Linked DNA regions of Mus musculus: all the other regions are linked to region 1. Evidence: chromatin contacts called from public HiChIP or PLAC-seq data. All regions are on one chromosome and are shown on one strand. The core of a region is the stretch at or near the end of the contact, and the rest is flanking DNA. Distances in the headings are between cores, read along the strand shown. Region 1 has its middle 9.9 kb from the start of Mir125b-2. Region 2 has its middle 12 kb from the start of Gm31431. Region 3 overlaps Gm31431 (a long non-coding RNA gene).

What was found. HiChIP or PLAC-seq counts read pairs in DNA pulled down with a chosen protein or histone mark.
Region 2: a contact with region 1 is called in an H3K4me3 HiChIP or PLAC-seq map of embryonic basal ganglia, with 5 times the contacts expected there. The contact joins two enhancer-like sites. A contact is called at or near these places in 3 of 39 promoter capture datasets (cranial neural crest, hippocampal neurons and maxillary cranial neural crest), 2 of 484 Hi-C or Micro-C datasets (cerebral cortex and forebrain) and 7 of 115 datasets of contacts at active chromatin or transcription factors (embryonic basal ganglia, embryonic forebrain, embryonic hindbrain and 4 more).
Region 3: an H3K4me3 HiChIP or PLAC-seq map of embryonic basal ganglia shows a contact between it and region 1, with 3 times the contacts expected there. The contact joins two enhancer-like sites. A contact is called at or near these places in 5 of 39 promoter capture datasets (the C10 cell line, the HPC-7 cell line, cranial neural crest and 2 more), 3 of 484 Hi-C or Micro-C datasets (all in uterus) and 7 of 115 datasets of contacts at active chromatin or transcription factors (craniofacial prominence, embryonic basal ganglia, embryonic forebrain and 4 more).

The regions. Positions count from the first base shown.
Region 1 is chr16:77,633,926-77,638,779 of GRCm38.p6, forward strand. No RefSeq gene overlaps it. Among named protein-coding and RNA genes, the nearest start is that of Mir125b-2, 9.9 kb to the right of the region's middle. Within about 2 kb of position 2,751, at least 45 of the 459 cell types and tissues checked have an H3K27ac peak or open chromatin away from gene starts, as enhancers often do. A contact at or near this core is called in embryonic basal ganglia and stem cell-derived neural progenitor cells, where this site is marked.
Region 2 is chr16:78,099,288-78,104,141 of GRCm38.p6, forward strand. No RefSeq gene overlaps it. Among named protein-coding and RNA genes, the nearest start is that of Gm31431, 12 kb to the left of the region's middle. Within about 2 kb of position 2,559, at least 42 of the 459 cell types and tissues checked have an H3K27ac peak or open chromatin away from gene starts, as enhancers often do. A contact at or near this core is called in embryonic basal ganglia and stem cell-derived neural progenitor cells, where this site is marked.
Region 3 is chr16:78,053,806-78,058,659 of GRCm38.p6, forward strand. All of the region lies in intron 2 of Gm31431 (a long non-coding RNA gene), which reads right to left. Among named protein-coding and RNA genes, the nearest start is that of Gm31431, 33 kb to the right of the region's middle. Within about 2 kb of position 2,811, at least 9 of the 459 cell types and tissues checked have an H3K27ac peak or open chromatin away from gene starts, as enhancers often do.

The sequences.
Region 1 (4,854 bases), core at 1,501-4,000:
TCTTGGAGTAGAATCTACGAGGAATATTTATTTTTATGTAAATGATTAAATTTTGGCTGAATTTCTATAGTTCAAAACAGAGCATGTTCCCCATTTTTTGGAGTTGTTATTTTTATTTTATAATCGTTAATGTTGAGAACACCACTTCTCATAAACTGGGACAAAGTAACAACAGATGCATGTTCAGGCCATTGTAGAAACTGTTGGAAATTCTATCTTAATCAAGCACCAAAATCCATTTTTTAAAGGTTTTAGAAAATTCAAGTGAGAAATTCAAACACCAGTCCTCTAAATCAAGCATTTGATCATAGTAAAATAGGAAGATATACTAACATGATGAGTACATACTGAGTAATGACAATAGCAAGTATCAAAAAAGAAATCTTAGTTTTCTGTAATAAAAACGTCATGTGTCTATAAGAACAAAAATCCTTGCCTGTGTAGGAAGGCACACAATTGATACTATACTGTACTGTCAAGTCTAATCCAAGGTGTTTCAAGCAGTTTACATCAATGTTGTCTGGGATGACAGCAAAGAGTGTAAGTTCTGTGTTGAGAAACCAATGGCAGAGTGAGGTTGTCCAAGGTAACCTTTACAATGCACGTGCTGTAATGAACACCTTAGGTTCTCATAGAATTTTGAAACAATTTTTTATCCTTGAGCTTGAAACATGATTTAAGACTCACCGAGCTATAGTCTAGGATGAGAAGCAGTGAGTTCATGTGCCCTCCATCATATCACACAGCAGATGTGTCCAGTGATAGACAGGGATGCATAGCTCCTGCTTGGGGTGGGGTGAAGATTTACAGGGCCCTGAAACACTTAAAGGTTACCTCATCAAATTGAGGACTTCATTATTTATTAAATAATGTCTCTAACTATGCCAACCTCTATCATTATGGTACCTGCACACACAAGCCTGAGAATTAATGATGTTTAATAGCTGAAAGAACCTAGAACTCGCTTGCAAAAATTCACCATAGAACAGGGATTTCTCCTCACTCAGTGATTGTCATTTGTTCCATATCAATTAAGTTTTTGCTTAATTCTTTCAGTTAGAAATGCAGTTCAAAATAGCTATCTCCTGAGGGGCTCTGCCAGAGCCTCACAAATACAGAGGTGGATTCTCGAAGTCAAGCATTGGACTGAGCTCTGGGTCCCCAATAGAGGAGTTAGAGAAAGGACTGAAGGAGTTGAAGGGAATTGCAACCCCATAGGAAGAGCAACAATATCAACCAACCAGAACCCCCAGAGTTTGCAGGGACTAAACCACCAACCAAAGAGTACACATGGAGGGACCCATGGCTCTAGCCGTATATGTAGCAAAGGATGACCTTATTGGGCATCAATGGGAGGAGAAACCCTTGGTCATATGAAGGTTCAATTCCCCATTGTAGGGGATTGCCAGGGTGGGGAGGCAGGAGTGGGAAAACACTCTCATAGAAGCAGGGGGAAGGGGGATAACATTTGAAATGTAAATAAAGAAAATATCCAATAAAATGTAAAGAAAAAAGTTACTAACTTGATCAGAATAAATGAAAATGGACACACTATTCAGTAAGATAGTTAAACAATGAAAGTAACTTGGATACATATTTTATCCAAAGGAGAAAGTGACATATATTTGTGATTTCTTTGTATATTTTTTAGTACAATAGAAACAAGCTTGAGAATTCTGTGAGGAACACACTTTTATTTTTCCAAGTTGCATAAATGCTTGGTTTTTTGTTGTTGTGTTTTGGGATATTGGATCTATAACTGAGGACCCCATGACTGCTAACCAGAAACCATATCACTGAGCTATATGTCTGCAGGCCCACATGATGCGTGCATTCCTGTGAGGAAAATTGGTCATGAAATTGATCTTCTGATCATAATTTTAACATGGATATATTTTCTCTTCTGGGATTTAATTGGCTTTTACATTTATCCAGTCTTTGTGGCAGGCTCTTTCTTCAAAGGACTGACTGGTGTGTGTGTGTGTGTGTGTGTGTGTGTGTGTGTGTGTTTGTTTTGTGTGTGTGTGTTTTAGGAAGCAAGTGCTAGCTGTGTGCAGTTATGCACTTCTAAGATAAAACACCAATGGCTCTTGTTTTTGAGTTTCTCTTTGTGCCAGAGTTGCTTCCTTCCAAGAGCCCATGTGGAACACTTGTAATCCACTATTTGTTTCTTCCTGGACTCTGGCTCCTGCAGGGATTTACCTGCCTAGTTTGATGGAGATAGTCCATCCCTATTTTATTTCATATAGAATTTCTCATTTGTTTTACCTAAACAGAGACTGATAGTTAAACACAATTAGCCTTGAGATATTAGTAGGACAGTTTCTGGTATTGTGTCTGGTTTCTTTGCAGGATTTATTGGCGATGCTTCTGCACTTAACTTGGTATTTTAATATAACTCTTCAAATAGCAGTATGTCACAGGAAGTAAAAAGTTTTGAGAAAAGCTAAGCAAGTCGCTTGAAAGAAATGGATGTTTAACTGCTTAATCCAATTAGAGACTCTTAAGGTCTATATTGACAAAGATGACAATAGCCTTTATAAGCATTAATTTCATGACCCAAACACTCTGTAGAAGCGAATGTAGAATTTGTAGATCCTTCAGCAAATCCTCCCCGTTGGCTGAATTTATTTAAAGAGCTTTTCTGGTCACCTTTGAACCTCAATGATTTCTCCAGATGTACAGACGTGAACAATGTAAAAATCTTGCTGCTTCAGCAGAAATGATTCCAGCTGGCTGGGAACTGGATCTGCAAGTCATTGGTTACAGCTGTGTTTCGATTTATGTGATGGTTGAAAAAATACATTACCCGATTAGATGGCTAGAAAGAGGACTCTTTGTTTAGCCCTTGTGTGGGGACTGAAACTGTTTATGGTGCTGTTTTCTCCGCAGCCTTTGCAAAGTAAAGCTGGACAAATAGACTTATTCAATGCTCCTTAGAAATGCTGCATATTCAGCTTGAATTCTTTACTGGAGAAACTGTATCTTTTTTTTCTAATGCTGTCACCCACCGAATGTTTTAAAGGTCTAGCATTTAAAAGGAGCATTACATTTTCTGTGGTACTGCATACAGCGTTTAGTGATGAAAAGCAGTTTCCTTTGTTTAATATGTACTTTAAATGTGTCTTTGTCAGGCATGGGGGGGAATAGGAATATGCTTTCTCTTTAACTCAAGTTCTACAGTAGCATGGGATCTGAATCTAATTTCTAATTAAGATATTCACTTCTTATGAGCTCATTGCACATCGACAAGAAAGAAAGAAAGAAAGAAAGAAAGAAAGAAAGAAAGAAAGAAAGAGAAAGAGGGAAAGAAAGAAAGAAAGAGGGAAAGAAAGAAAGAAAGAAAGAAAGAAAGAAAGAAAGAAAGAAAGAAAGGAAGAAAGAAAGAAAGGAAGGAAGGAAGAAAGAAAGGAAGAAAGACAGGAAGGAAGAAAAAAGAAGAAAGAAGGAAGGAAAGAAGTGATTTCTAAGAAAGTATAATCAAGTATTTCTATGAGAGTTTTGAATTTGTGAATACTCTTTGTCATCTCAGGAAAGTTTACAGTGTTTATAGGGGTGTGGTTGGCAAATTATGTTATTTTCTCAATTCTTTCTCTGTATTTCTCTTCACACAGGGTCTTGCTAAGTTGTTTAGGTTGGCCCAGAATTCCCTTTGTAGCTCAGGTTGGCCTTTTAAATGTCTGCTCAGTCTACAAAATAGTTGGGCTAATAGGCCTGGGCCACATCACAGTTGGCTTAAAATTTAGGTTTGCCAAAAAGCAAAATGCAGATAATTCATGCAAACATACCTTGCTGAAGCAGCTAATATATTATGAGTAGATGTTTGCTTGTAGATTTTTTTCCAATGTAGTTGAGTCAATCCATTTAATTTAAAAACAACTTGTCAGAACCAACGACTTGTTTATAACTTAATCAGATATATGGAGAAAAAAAAACCACAGTGGCATTTTTAATTTTAACTTCCCAGGTGGCACCAACTTTTAGGATTAATCCAACATTCTTAAAAAAACAATTTTTATTATACTCATTGAATGCCTCTGTGTGTGTGGTAGGGTATCTAGAAAGGTCACAGTATACATGTGGTAGTCAGATGACAACGGTCACATGTGGTAGTCACCTGACAAGTTAGGGAACTAGCTCTTCTCCTTCAGCCCGATGGGTCGCAAGAATAATGCTCAAGTCATTCTGGTTGGTAACAAGCGTTTTTATCCTTTGATCCATCTTTTCAGTTCAACCAATTTGTGTGTTTGTGTGTGTGTGTGTACATGTATGTGTGTGTTTGTGTGTGTATGTGTGTACATGTGTGTGTGTATGTGTGTGTGTGTGTGTGTGTGTGTGTGTGTGTAGTTCTTTATAAAATCTTGAGGAAGGGCTAAGATTTTCAATGAACTTGAAAATGGGTCCAAGTCCCTGATCAAAAGTCACATAGCGTTCATAGCAGCTGTGTGTGGTGAAGAAACAGAAATGCATCATATTTTCCTGGAAAATATATATAGTAAATAACACTTTATCTATTTTTTCTTTTATGGTCATACCCCCACTGTGTATATGTAACAGAAAGAGAGAGACAGAGACAGCAACAGACAGACAGAGTCAGAGACAGGGAGACAAAGAAAGAAAATTAAAAACTTATTCTAAGTATCCATAATGTAGCCAAGAGGAGGAAACAAAGGTAGGATTGATTTATCTTGAAACAGCAGACACTTCGCTGTGTCAGGTTCTTTTCTTGATCAATGAAGGTATGCCCCGCTAACCCTCAACAAAATCAATACAGCTGATTGGATGCGATGGGATGAATGCCTAAGAGCACAGCCACACTTGACCCTCCCCTGTTCACACATATTTAAATGATGC
Region 2 (4,854 bases), core at 1,309-3,808, 470 kb after region 1:
AAGTCATCGGAGAAATTGGCCCCATAACCAGTGACGGGCTGCTTAACTGAACAGCTCTCCAAACTATCCTAACAGATTTCTTTCTTTCTTTGTAGAATTATTTCCATCTGGTGCTTCAATATTAAACCTGGAATATGGAAAGGCTCTCCCCTCTCACCCTATTTGACTTCGAAATCCTGGCAAAGAATTTGCATGGTCAATGAATTGAGCGTTAAAATGTTGAACTTAACTGTGTAGTTGTAAGATGAAACTTTTTAAAGCAGTAAATATCTAAAGAAGTGAGTTTCTTTATGGACTTCTGAAAGCCTCGTTATATACAGAAGATCCTTGAAACCTGTTGTGTTTGAAAAAGAATAAAATTTTTCTCGATTTTTCCCCAGGTTATGGATACTGAAACAAATTTCTGGCGAGTGTCCTAAGCCATACTGAACATTTTAAAGATGTTCAAATTTGAGCATCCAAAACTTTGAGGAGCTGAAATATCTGTACACAGACGTTTATATAATAGAAGTAAATGGCTGTTTGCAGGCATCCAAGTGACACTAATAGTAATTTCTTCCTAAGAAATTAAAGGTCACAGTAAATTTCTAACTTTTAAGCATGGCAACATTTTTTTTTATAGCATCTTGACTGGAAAGCACAGAGTTACTTCTAAGAAACATAATTGCTTCCAGAAATTTCTAAACCACTAAGAGAATGTTTATATGAAGTAAGCAATAGTCACAAGGACTGAATAAGCCCATTCCTACACACATGGCAGCCCAGCCCAGGCACGCATAAGAACTGCAGGAGACCCATGTGCAGTACACATCACTATGGTCAGCTTCTTCCTGCTTGCATTACTCTTGCCACCTGCCACCATTCCTCTACCATGCAACACTGGAGAGCAGAGGCCTTCAATAGCTCAATGAGTCCGGTTCACTCTCCCAAGTCTTCACCCTGGCATCTGTCCTCCCAGCCTTCCTTTCATTCCGAAGTCTCACATCCTTTCTTCACATTGTCTCTTACTCAATTGCTTCCTTTTATCTCTTACGGATGCTGATCTTCCTTGATCTTCTGGAATAGTCTGATGCTATGAAGCAAAACAATACACATTCTGTACTTCATAGCTGATGATAAAAAAAGGATGCTGAGTTGCTACACAAAACTTGGGACTATTCCTCATCTCTGATCCATCCTCATCTAACTTTGAAAGAAACGTTGGAGGAGTGATCTGTTGTCCGGGAGGATCTTGGAGAGTCCCATTGTGTCATATCAGGTTCCTTGTCTCAATGAATTGGAATAGATACCCAAGGATCAATAATAAAAGTATAGATCTGTGGACAGACGGAGTAAAAGGGGCTGCAGTCCACAGACTCAGCCAACTCAAGTTTAGATCTGAGAGTTCTTTTCCAAGCTCTTTGTATGAGTTAGAGCTAGAGCAGCCCCTCCACAGGGTAAGAAAGAGGATAGATCCTTATCCTGATTGATTGACAGGCTGATAAAACTTTGGAGCATCCCTACATGGGTCATTCATCCCATAGTTCTAAGCATCTGCAGAACCTATCATGTTTACACATGAGATGGTAGATCCATGCTTTCCCCTGGCAGGTCACTTGAAGGTCAGACTAGCCTTGAATCAGTTAAGCCAAATTCTGGCTTAAGCCTGCTTTCTTAATATTTCTTTTGACCCTAAAGTACCTAAGCCCCAAATTACCCTCAGGAGACAAAGTGCTGATGTTGCCCCTCCAAGAGGTGGAAAATAAGGAGATGTGCCACCAGAGCTGGACTGTGCTACAGTCTCCTACCTCAGGGTCATACACCCTGAACAGGAACAATAGAGAATGGACAACTACTACATGTTCTTTCTCAATTTATTAATGCTTAAAGAGATGGAAAGATTAACCATCGATTTGATCATTATATAACATATGCATCTATCAAATTGTTGCACTCTACCCTGTAAATCTATACAATAAAAACAATGATTTAAAAAATATTTACTGATAGCAGAAATCACAGTGTCCATGAATCCTGGTCAGAAATGCCCGAGGAAGTCTGTAAACCTCTCAGAACAGTTAGAACTCAACTCAAGCTCCAAACGTCTCCAAACACGAAAGCTCTAATAAAATAAGTGAGAATCTTCCATAAAACTTTAAGATGCCAAAGAACAGATTTTTATCATTCCCCACCACGCAAAATGTCACTGTCCAGAATCAGAGCTAGGATGTAAAGGCTTTCGTCTGAAATTTAAGAAAAAAAAAAAAAAAACACACACACACACACACAATAATGACCATTGCAGTGTACAGAAAAAAAATCACAATGTGTGCTTCTGGCTCAGAGCAGCAAACAAAAAGGTCTATGTTGAGGAGTGATTGATGTAGCTGGTTTGTATCTTTAATACTCCAGGGCAACAGAAAGAAAGCAAGGAGAATTTAATTTCCTCTGATTAAAAGTTGCGTTTTCTTTTCTGTCTCTTTCTTCTTTCTCCCTGCCATCTGTCTTCCACATCGTCCGTCGTCCCCACCCCTACCCCTGGCCCCCTGAGTTTTCTCTATTTGTACCCGGGTGGCTGAGATCCAGAAGAAAGGTGGAGTCTCATCGTTTGGGTGGTCCGAGTAAATCTTTAGTCTTTGGCTAACCTCTCCTTAGACTGGAAAGTGGCCAAGAATTTGCAGTGTTAGGGAGAGTCACTTTGAAAGGCTGCAAAGCGTCCATCTGGGTGCATGTCAATACAGTTTCCCTGGTTTAGTAAAAAAGAAGGGAACAGAAACTTTCCAGCCAGAGCAACAACTATTTCTCCCAAACTTAAAAGTGCACCCTTGTATAAGCTGTGCTTCTTACCAGTTATAATGTCCCTTTATTTCAGTTTACGGCTTGACCCCTCCTGCTAGCTGAGCCAACAAACTCGTCATTCTAAAGAAACTACTCCACCCGACATGTATTCTCTTTGTTCAGATTCTCTACTCTCTCTTGCCCTCACAACATTTCATTAAATGCAGGCTCAGGACAGATCGGATTTGCTTTTTGTATCTCAGTATAAATTTAGGAACATCAAAATCTCTCTCCACGGCACCTCCTCTTTATTATAACATTAAATTAGGTTCGGGTTCATTCTGAAAGACCAGTTGTATTTCTTTTTAATTAAAAGGAGAAATAAAATCTCCTTTTTTCTATAAGTAGGTTCACAAAGAATGCAGGAGTTATTTCTCCCAATAATAACTTAACAAAAGAGATTTAAATCCTCTGAATTAGAGGGAGGATTAGAGAGGGAAAGTCACCTGCGTAGTTCGAATACATTATCACAATTATTGAAGGGGATGTATCTTTTGGTACCTGGCAAAAGTTAATAAAAATACCCACAAAGGTAACAATGATGTAGTGTCACTTCAGTGAAAATAACCCAAATTGCTGCCATTAGAAAAGGTTCTAAATCTACTTAGGCTCATCAATGCAGGCCTAGAAATTTCTAATGAAGAACTTCATCAAAGGAAGGTTTAAACACTTCATGCAAAAATCAAACTTGTAAAATTAAACTCAAACTGATTCAATTTTTAAGGGTCTCAAGTTCCCACTATTCTAATCTCTTAGCTGTTGAAATCATTCTTGAATCAAACTATGTCAGGTGGGCTACAAGCAAGGAAATGGATATTAGACATGGAAGACTGTGTAACCAGTCTCCACTGTTGGGCAGCTCCCTCTGAAAACCCTAATGCTATAAACTGTGATCAGAATGGTACTGAAAAAGATAAGCAGTACCACACTGTAATAATGCAAATATGTGACCTGGGTTAAAATAATTAGATAAACCATACTTTTAAAATTAAAAAAAAAAACTCCAGCAGAAATGATATTCAAAGAAATAAAGGAAACATTTCAAATTCACATTTGAAGATTTGTTTTATTTTGTCTGTTTGTTTTGTATGTGTATACACAACTGTGTGAAGGTGGAGCCCAGAAGAGGACATTGGAGTCCTTGGAATGGAAGACAAAGATGTGAGCCACCCACAGTGGTGCAAGAACAGCAAGTGCTCCTAGCCTTTGGGACATCTCTGCAGCCCCTCAAGTTTGCATTTGAAACTTTCTAGGTTTTAGTATATTTTTCCTATTAAAAAAAAAAACAAAAAACAGAGCTAAACTACTGACTGAAGTAAAAGGGGGGGGGGGGTAATTCAGATAATACCAGACTAATGTTTTAAAGAACTACAAACTACTTAATTCCAAGTTATATCTACATTTTTTGAATCTTTTTATTGGAAATAGATTTTTATATGAGAAGAAAATCATATGATTTTTCCGCCTCCCCCAGTTCCTACCAGATCCTCCCCCCTTTTCCCATCCACCCGAAACTACACACTGTCCTTCTCTCTGTCATGAGTCTGCGTGTCTCAGTTGGTCTTGAGTATTTGCGGGAATCCTGAAGACATGGGCTCTAATGACAGTGAAGAAATTGATTTGTCAGCCAGAATGAGAACAAGCAGGCAAAGAGAAAGCCAGCTTCCCTCTTCGGTGTCCTTTACATAAACTGCCAGAACAAGAATGGCCCCATCTCGGAAGATCCAGAGTAACTGTAAATCTTCCCAGGTCAAACACTTTCAATTAAGGAAAATCCCTTATGGGTGTACCTAGCCTCTTAGCTTCTATGTGTAGTCAAATTGACAACCAAAAGTAGATATCACACATATCATTTTCCTTTGTGTATATATTATGGTTTCTGGTTTTGTGTTTTTATAGGATTGCTATGGGTATGAATGGCTGTATTTCTATGTATACATGTGCTTCTTACTATTTTTCTTTGGCTTTTTTTCTTTTGTTTGCTTGTTTGTTTTGTCCTATTCTGATTTATTTTTTCTCTTCCTCTTTTCTTCTGTT
Region 3 (4,854 bases), core at 1,561-4,060, 420 kb after region 1:
ACTATTTTCAAACCAGAAAACCCCAATTAAAAGATACCTAGGAACTTATATCAATATTTTTTGGCTTTTAGAGAAGCATCACTTATTCATTTGACTTGTTGTTTAGCATCCTGATTCAACAGAGTTAGGAAAATCTGTAATTATGTGTGTATATGGGCTAAATATTCTCAAAATGTGTTTCTGTGGGATGAAGCTATGTTGCATTTATTTATCATCTTTCAGCTAACCTTGCCAACCTTCAGTTTTTTTTATGTTCACAAAAAGGATTCCTAGGCAAATGGATGGACCTGGAGGGCATCATCCTGAGTGAGGTAACCCAAACACAAAGGAACTCGCACAATATATACTCACTGATAAGTGGATATTAGCCCAGAAACTTAGGATACCCAAGATATAAGATACAATTTGCTAAACGCATGAAATTCAAGAAGAACGAAGACCAAAGTGTGGACACTTTGCCCCTTCTTAGAATTGGGAACAAAACACCCATTGAAGGAGTTACAGAGACAAAATTTGGAGCTGTGACGAAAGGATGGACCATCTAGTGATTGCCATATGCAGGGATCCATCCCATAATCAGCTTCCAAACGCTGACACCATTGCATACACTAGCAAGATTTTGCTGAAAGGACCCAGATATAGCTGTCTCTTTTGAGACTATGCCGGGGCCTAGCAAACACAGAAGTGGATGATCACAGTCAGCTATTGGATGGGTCACACGGCCCCCAATGGAGGAGCTAGAGAAATTACCCAAGGAGCTAAAGGGAACTGCAACCCTATAGGTGGAACAACATTATGAACAAACCAATACCCCGGAGCTCTTGACTCTAGCTGCATATGTATCAAAAGATGGCCTAGTCGGCCATCACTGCAAAGAGAGGACCATTGGACACGCAAACTGTATATGCCCCAGTACAGGGGAACCCCAGCGCCAAAAAGGGGGAGTGGGTGGGTAGGGGATTGGGGGGGTGGGTATGGCGGACTTTTGGGATAGCATTGAAAATGTAAAAGAGGAAAATACCTAATTAAAAATTAAATAAATAAATAAATAAATAAATAAGAACGGCCTTCCACCTCTAACAAAGTATAATATTTGAAAATGCATTGGAAATAAACAACCATGCAGAATACAATGAACGTCAGCTTCAGAAGATGAAGGTTCCTAAGACACAAACGCATTGTGTCTCATGATGGATTAGCAAGATGGCTCGCCATCAACAGAGAACGGTTGATATTTTTATAAGATTTGCTTGCTCTCTGCCACAGATGTATTAACAAATTCAATAACTCAATTCAGATTTCTTCCCTTGGATCCTTTATTAAATCACAGACCTTTACTTCAAATGAGAGAACTTTAGTAGCCTCAGACAGAGGTTAATGCTGATCACGTTAGCACTAATCAATTCAAAACACATTGCAGATGTTCCAGGACTCTGCTCCTTCAAAGAAAATGTTCTTGAGTGTGCAAATATTTCCACTGACCAAACAATGCCATTGGGAAGGGCATTAAGTGCTATTTATGAGAAAACAAATGAGGCAAAACTCATCTAGTAGAATTCAGGATTGTAAAACCTTTTAGTGTTTTAAATTGAGATTGTACAAGGATATACCTATGAGGTTTGGGCACCCAGTGGTGATTCTGGGATAAGAACAGGCAGGTAGGCATAAAAGAATACCACGAGAACCCAGGTCTATCTATGGGGACGATCCATTATCAAAATGATACTTTTATTTCCATCACGATTAATTTTGTGAGTATTTAATAATATCTGTTTAGTCAGTTATCCAGAGAAGTGGAATCAGTAGGACGTGCTCATAGACACGTTTCATCAGAACTTACCTCTGCAGTTAGAGGCTTAGGGTCCCACTATCTGCCATCTACAAGCTGGAAAGACAAGTGAAACCGTGAATTCAAATTGCAGTAAAAGAGAAGCACCATGGCTCATCTTGAAAACGCTCCCATGCAGTGTCTGTCCTGTGTAACCAGGAAAGAATGCACTAGATTGATTTTATGAGGTTAGCAGCTATTATAAAACTTCAGCAACTTCACGAGGTTGATACAGAATTACAGGGCAAAACCTTTTTTTTTTCTTTTCTTTTCTTTTCCTCCTGCTGATCTTTAATCTTCCCCTCATCCTTGGTAATGTTTTCTACGTACTCAGACTTACTTCTAATATACATTTCATCTCTTTAACACTCAATTGGATCACAACACAAATTGATCCTTTAATAACTGTTAACTAAATTGTTGTGTTTTAATATTTAATTAGGCTCATGCTCCCAAGTAATTCTTTGCAAACTAATTTTTTTTCATTCCAGGCAAGCTCCTTTGAGCTCGTCAGCTGAGGCAGTAAACGGTGAGAACCAGACCTGCTTTGCCTCAGATTCCAAGAATTACTAAATAAACCATCCTTCAGTCTACCACAGCAAGTCAACTGAAAACAAGAAAAGAAAAGAAAAAAAAAAAACCTTGGTGGCTGGCAATGTAGATCAATGTTGAGAATTGGCCTAATGTGCATGATGTCCTTGGTTCAATCTTTGGCATGGGAAAAATTAAAATCTTAAAATAATGAAAATATTGAGAAAATGAAGCTTTACCCTAACCTATGTAGCCTCATTGCTAAAGTGTCCCCCACACTCTAGGGTGTGCCAGTATCCTTAAATTAGGTTGGAAAATCCTAAGTACAGCTAAGGAGAAAGATGCTCAGACAAAAGAGGAGAAACAAGAAGGTTGGGGTATGGGGGGGGGGCGGCAGAAAGTGTCACGTGTTTGCAAGCTGCCCCCCCCCAGTATTGTCTGCTCTCATTGGATAGGCTTTTTTTTTTTGACCAATAGTGAGCCAGAATGAGAATCAGCAGCATTCTAAACCAGACACGTAGTGCTAAACGGAGGAAAAACGGATGGTGTGAACAAGTTCTCGATGAGAAGTATCAGCTGACATAGTCAGTCAAGGTGAATGAAGTCTATGAACAAACACAGTAATAAAAGTCATTGCTTAGCTAAGCACGGTTTAGATTGTGTTTCTTTCTACAAGATGGCGTATTGGTGTTACAACTAAGAGGGAAAGCTCAGGGCTGAGGGCCCCTCAGTCTCCATTTGAATCAGAACTTGTCTCCCAAACAGAAAGGAGTCGATGGTGTTCTCAGGATCAGAAATGGGGCGACAAGCCTGTGACCACTCCTCAGTCACATAAGTCACTTTTCCATGTTAGCCACCGTGGTTAGGAAGCATGGAAGGAAAGAAAAAACAAAGAAACTGCAAAGTATTTCTCCTTCCAGGGGCACCTGACTAACCAGTCAGCTGGAAACAGCACATCACAATTTTAAAAGGGTTATGTCGTTTGGAGGAAGGCTCCCCTTCATTGCTCTGAACAAGACACATAAGCATGTATGAGCTTCAACGCACAAACTCTCGAAATTTAGTGATCTTACATAAGGATTAAGTTATAATGAGTTTGGAATAATAGGGTCATAGTGTGAAATAAAAATGACTTCTAAAATTCATACTAATGTTTTAAAACTTTACTATTTCTATGTAAGATTATAATAAATAGATAGACTATGATAAGTTAATGGAAAACAGAAAAGCATTGGGTTTCTTTTCTATGTTAGCACTGTTCACAGAATATTCCTCCTGGTTTTGGAACAAGGGGGCCTCATGGTTTCATTTTGGACCAGGCTTTACAAATTCCATCAAGGCCCTGCACACCTACCAGCTGATTGGTTTGAACAAGAGATAATTGGTTTGGAATTTGGTTGCATTAAAATCCAAACCGTAGAGGAATTCAATTGCATTCTTCCTGTCTTTTCTCGAAGACATCATAGTTCTAAATGTCTGCCTTGACTCACGAGTCTCAAAGCTTGCTTTGTTCTGCTTGGACTGAAAACTCTAGATTGTTTACCCTTTCTCTACATATGAACTTAGGGCTCTACCCCTCCTGGTAACTGGATGCTATAACCTTCAGTCCCAGGTTTCCAAGCTATAAATTACCCTTTCTTGTGTTAAAAAGAGAAGCAGGTATGTGCAGCATACTGAACCCTCTATAAAAGACCTTGAATAAATCTTTTGTGTCCTTAATTATAGATAATGTGTTAAAACTGGCTCCAACAGATGTTCCCCCCCCCATGAAAATATGATAGCACAACCATTTTGCAGGGAGTGTTAAAATGAACATTGTTTTGATAGAAATTGTAAACTCCCAAAAGCTGAGACCAGGTCACCGTGGTCTCAGTGTGGCTGTTTCTAAATGCTGGCAGTCAAGAAGATGTATGGATTTACTTCTCAGAGGGAAGCTTGCTGCTTTATATTTCCAACCAGACGAGGTTCTTCTAGACCCCAGTAAATACTCAAAGGTGCCCCAAAGGCCAACAGGGACAGCTGTCTCAGGGATACCAGCACCTTTAACTTCTCTCCTGCATCTCTACTCCAGCTTTACCAACCCTGTGCAGTAAATGCTTAAAGAAACCATTTGTGAGGATCAAATAGAAAGAACACAATAAATAACAAGCCGCTAGCATCACCTCACAGAGTGACCTGCTCACTAGAATACAAAAGCAGCCAACGCAAAGAGAACTGAAATTTTTCCTAAGTTTCTTCTTTCAGCAGTTATTTTTGTGAGATTTCCACTGATAAACCAAAAAAATTAGACATTTTCCTCTTCTCTCATACTAAATGGAGACACTTAACCTGTTTTCAAAATTGGAGCCCATAGAGAGAATCTTTATATAGATGTATCATGATGTTGGGACTGAAAAGGAGGCTCAGTGGTTAGGAGCTCTTCTAGAGGACCTGAGTTCTGTTCCCAGCACCCACAGGGGCAGCATACAACTGACAATAATGAAGCCCCAGGGGAC